Regions from separate parts of the Capsicum annuum genome. Here region 1 is linked to region 2. The links are chromatin contacts, called in public Hi-C maps. All regions are on one chromosome and are shown on one strand. The core of a region is the stretch at or near the end of the contact, and the rest is flanking DNA. Distances in the headings are between cores, read along the strand shown. Region 1 has its middle 13 kb from the start of LOC107859750. Region 2 holds the start of LOC107859749 (3-hydroxy-3-methylglutaryl-coenzyme A reductase 1).

Evidence for each region. A called contact is a pair of places that touch in the nucleus more often than the background predicts.
Region 1: a Hi-C map of placenta shows a contact between it and region 2, with 2.5 times the contacts expected there. The contact joins the enhancer-like site here to the promoter of LOC107859749 in region 2. A contact is called at or near these places in 2 of 5 Hi-C or Micro-C datasets (leaf and placenta).

What each region holds. Positions count from the first base shown.
Region 1 is chr2:136,675,199-136,677,898 of UCD10Xv1.1, forward strand. No RefSeq gene overlaps it. Among protein-coding and RNA genes, the nearest start is that of LOC107859750, 13 kb to the right of the region's middle. Within about 2 kb of position 1,308, at least 3 of the 5 cell types and tissues checked have an H3K27ac peak or open chromatin away from gene starts, as enhancers often do.
Region 2 is chr2:136,623,544-136,626,243 of UCD10Xv1.1, forward strand. It overlaps LOC107859749 (3-hydroxy-3-methylglutaryl-coenzyme A reductase 1), which reads right to left and starts at 1,316. Exons shown (of 4, transcript XM_016704840.2): 1 at 65-1,316. The coding sequence starts at 1,104.

The DNA.
Region 1 (2,700 bases), core at 58-2,557, 52 kb after region 2:
TCGCATCAGTGCAATGCAACATTCATTGACACTTCGCTCTTTTTATGGTAGTTTAAGTTTTGTGCCAAAAAATTTTATACTATCTAGTAAACTTAACCTACTATTTTGATTTACCTAATTTTATTTCATAAAAATTAATAACATGTAATAACAAATCAAATTTACTTAATAATATAAAATATTTTATACAGGGCACTTAAATTCTTTTGTGGTGGTACAGGAAATACAGTTCTAAGTACACAACTTTAAAAAAGTTCAGCCAAAAAAGGACACTTGTGAGATCTGATAGTGAACCTTCCTCAATCCCCTTTACGTTTTTATGACAATTTTGTCGGTATGTTTTGAGTGGACGCACGATTTTTAGTTCCTTTATGGCTTTTAAAAATAATAAATATCACAAATATATAACAGAAGAAAAATAGGAGTATTAATCTTATATAGTAATGATATAAAATTTATATGTATGTTTATATACGTAAGTTTATGTCAGCACGAACCCAATATTTATTATTTTTATTATACATATGAAATTTCGAGACTCAATCATTTTTTATTATTATAAAGTTTTAAGCTCATACAATACTTTTATATAGTTTTTAAATATATAAAATTTTATTTTAAGAAATTTAAAGTTTCTATTACCGAATTCATGATCAAAGTTACTGGATAATCTGTCCGACCACTTCAAATTGATCATAAATCCAAATTACTTCACAAAGTATTATGCATATGTTTCACTAAACGAAGTATGTGATACAATAACTTTATTGAGATTTTAAAATTACTAAGTTAATCAAAGTATACTTGATAACTTGCTCGCAAAAGTTCAGTTAATGTGACTTACAGAATTGTAATAGCTCAATTGATTTGCTATCTGAATTTTTAATTTATTTGTGAGGGTTCGATTTTTCACTTGTTTCTCCTCTTCTCCATTTCTTCTTCCCTAAAAGTTAAACGTATTGTATAACTTTTTGTACACTAAATTTCAAGAGAATAAATCAATTATCATATAAAATAATTTTAATTCACGTACTATAGAAGTAACCCCACAGAAATTTTAAAATAATTTTAATAGAATATTTATAGAAATAATACCACAAAACAATAGTGTAACTGAGAACCAAAAAGAAATAAAATGGTGGATGGTCAGTGAAATTATGAGGTGGGATTCACATATTTATATATATATTCAAAAAAATTCAAACAAAGTCGACGACGAATAACTGATTGTGTAGCCGCATATGGTATAGTGTAGAAATTATTCAATGATTTCTTATTAACAAGTTAGGTAACCTTCTTTGACCTATCCACTCACCTATTAATTATTGACGAAAGTTTCCTGCCAAGTGGTTAAGAAAAATATATGCAACTGTAGATAATGTTGACTAATTCATTGTATTTTGAAAGAGAATTACTTATATACATGTTTTTTAAAAAAAGAAAAAAAAAATATTGTATACAAGTGATATTTATGTAAAGGAGATTTAGTTTCACGTATGAAGATTGATTCCGTTCTCATTATAATATTTCCCGAAAGAATGATATTTATTTAATAATTACTTCTACAGGTTTTGCTCGCTTTTTGGTCTACGGCCCTTCGTTTTGAGTCGGGGTTTATCGAAAACAGCCTCTCTACTCGCTCGGGATAGTGGTATGGACTACATACATTTTACCCTCCCCATACCCCACTATGTGGGAATATACTGGGTTTGTTGTTGTAATTACTTCTACAGGTAAATTCAACGAGAAAATGATACTGAAATTACAAGATATCGCAACGTTAGTAAGATGTATAGTAAGAAGCTTAGGTGCTAAGAATTGCTAGAAAGCGATGGGTTTTGTTAGGAAATGATGGAGAAATTGACAACAAAGGAGGAGGATGACCTATTTTATTTATTTATTTATTTATTAATTAATTAATTTATTTATTTATTTATTTATTTTTAATGTGCATTGCGATGGTAATTGTCAATGAAAGAAAACAAATGTACACTAACATGATTTGTGATAAATTGGTTAGAATTCTTTCATTCTGAATGGAAAGTTTTAAATTCATATTTTAAAAATAAACCAAAAAATTATGAAAAGTATCGCCTTGAAAAATGAACATTCTAATACGTGAAATTTTAATTAATTAAATTATAATGCGGAAATCATATACCGAAAATAAAATGGTTACAAAATGTGGAAGGACAAAATTTACACCAGACAGACCAGACCAGACTATCAATGAATGTCGTGCAGTGAATGAGACTGCTTCTCTCTTAATTAGAGGTTTCGAATTTGAATCCTAAATATGAACAAAAAAAAATTTACAGAAAATACTATCCCGGAATGGATCCTATCCGGTGTGAATTAACCAGAGATCTAACACTCGAATGAGAAATAAAAAAAAAAAAAAATTACACAAGGCAGAGGAAATTCTTGGGAATTTTTGATTTGTTGGTAGTTGAGGTGAAGGGGCGTCGTTTTCTGCCAAATCGGCAACTTCGTCCAGTTATCCTTATCATACAATATTTATTTATTTATTGTGTGCTAAGGTAACAAACAACAGGTGTTCTTCTTACCATGCAACAAAACAACCACCTGATTTGTCTCTTTGCCATTCTGCAAATGAAATTCACACTTGGAGAAAAGAGCACGTAGCAACTACTAACAATATCATATATATTATATTTTATTTTGCAGCAAAAGGGAAAC
Region 2 (2,700 bases), core at 66-2,565:
ATATGAATATAGGTATCGAGAAATAGTCAGCATGAAAAGGAAGAAGAATAAGAATGACACTCACTTGTTGAACATAACAGAAAGAGTCTCAAAGTTGAGCGGATCCTCAACGAAGAACTTCAACTCAGCGGCTCTTTTCGCGGTGGTGAACCTGACCACGGGAGCTCTGGTCATCCCATCTCTGAGCAGAACACTGTTGGCACCACCAGAGGCAAATATAGCCTTGCAACCTCTGTTGGTACTCGCCACTAAACATCCTTCAGTAGTTGCCATTGGCACTGAGTATTCTCTCCCATCAAGCAGCAATGGCCCTGCGATTCCCACCGGTATTTGCACGTATCCTACAGGCATCTCACAGCACTGTCCAAGAATAGAATCATAGTCAAACCCCTCCAATGGTAGCCCTTCCAATGACTTCCCAGTAATCCTCTGCAGCGCCTCCTTACGTATCGAAGCAGCTCTTTTACAATCACCAAGCTTTGATTCCAACGAGTACGATGGCGTTTTACCCTGAACAACAGATTGTATAATCTCCTCATCATCCTCCGATACTGCTGGTGTAATTATCGGCGCAGGCTTCTCCGTTAGAGACAAAGCCACCTTAGCTGGTTGCTGAGGAACCATTGGGACAATTATTCGAACAGGTGGTGGAGGTACAGCGCAACCAAGAGTAGTTGCAGCAGCACATGGTCCTCCACGTCGGCTATCTTCCTCAATAATAAGCTGCTCAGCATTCTCATCCTCGATATCCCATGAATCGCTATTCGACCTCGACACAAACGACTGAACAAACCCAATCCCAAAAAAACCCAACAGATAAATAACCGAAGCGATCAAAGAAATCATAGCCACCAATTCAGAGAGGGTAACGACATGCAGAGGAATGGAATTACGGATCTTCTCACGCCACCTGACGAGAAGAAAATACATCACAGAGAAAAACATGGTGAAAAACAACCCATTGGTCAGGTACAACGGAAGTGGAAGGGCATCAGATGCTTTAGGAGAAGAAACCTGTTGCTGTTTGTGTAGTTTGAGAGGTTCGCCGGCGGAAGCATCTTTGGGTGTGTATAAAGGCTTAACAGTTCGCCGGCGAACGTCCATTTCTTGATTTTCCGGTAGGAAAACCGGCAATTAGAAAAAATGAGAAAATAAAAGAGGGTAAGAGTATATGGTGATGTTATGTTATGAGTGGAGAAGCGAAAGGTGAGGGAATGTATAAATAGAGAGAAAAGCGGTTGGCGCGCTGTAATTTGGGGCCACGCACACCGCATGCTGGTCTTCGCCCCTCTCCTATTTTTGCACCTTGTTTCAATGTTTAATTTATGGAAAAAAAAAGGGTACCATATATACTCAAATTTTAGTGAAGATAAAATTTTCTGAGTATTTTTATTACCTTCGTAAACTATTTATTATGAAATTAAGTTTGGCGTATTATTGATGTACTTTTTTGATACTATTATATATTTTTTTTACCTGTTATAGCAGATCATTCATTTTCAAGGTAAAAATGGATGACGTGCATAAAAGTCACCTGATAATGTAAAAAAAAAGTACTCTTTATTATTTCCTTCATTTCACAAAATTTTTGAAATATGACAAACATTTTAAGAAAAAATAAAATAAAAACATAAATTAAACATGTTTTTTCTCTTTTTTACCCTTTCTTAGGGTAGTTAATTAATACTAAATCAAGTCCTTGAAACTCAACCTTGGAAAGTTAAGTAGTCCTTTGGCCATGAAAACTAAAAATTTTTGGAGTTGGAGTTGAAATTGGAGTTGGAGTTATGTTTGGCCATCTCTTTTTTGAAAAAAAAAAATTGACTTTTGAAAAAAAAAATTTAAATATGATTTTATGCCCTAACTTTTACAAACTATCAAAATCACCCAACTAAAATTTATCTACTAATGAAAAAATAACACAATTAGCCACTATTATAAAAATAATTACATATACATGGTCATATTTAAGGAATTTCAATTATGACATATATAATATTTACATTAATAATCGTTTTCTCATATTTGAAAATTTTAAATATGGATGTTATATTAACAGATCACTGCTTCCTGTTTTTTAGATAACAAATATTATCTTTCAAACAAATTTATTTTTTTAGAAATTTATTAATTTATTTCCTTCATTTTTCGTTCCTAAAAAATAGGAAATGATGAGTTGTTATTAAATTTTAGGGTGCCGCTAATTTATTTCTTTAATTTTCTTATACATGAAAGATTTTACTGTGTGTGAATAAATTATTTCTATGTAAAACATGCTTTGCATATTTATGGTATATTATATCATATACCATAAATATATAAATATGCTTAGTATGTTTCTTTATACCTTGTATTTTTATATATATGTGTATATAATATATACATGGTATAAACTTCATATATAACATACTTTGTATATTTATATTATAAATATGCTTAGTATGTTTCTTAATATTTTGAATATTTATATATGTGTGTATGTGGTATATACATGGTATAGACTTTATATATAACAAACTTTGTATATTTCTATTATAAATATAATACTTTATATATTTATGGGTATAAATATAAATTAGCAGTAAAATAATGTTTTAAATAAGGAGAAAATTAAATAAGGGATAAAAATAATGATGAGAGATAAAAGAGATATAGATTAATTAGGATAACATTAAGTTTGAAATTATAATTATCTTATTC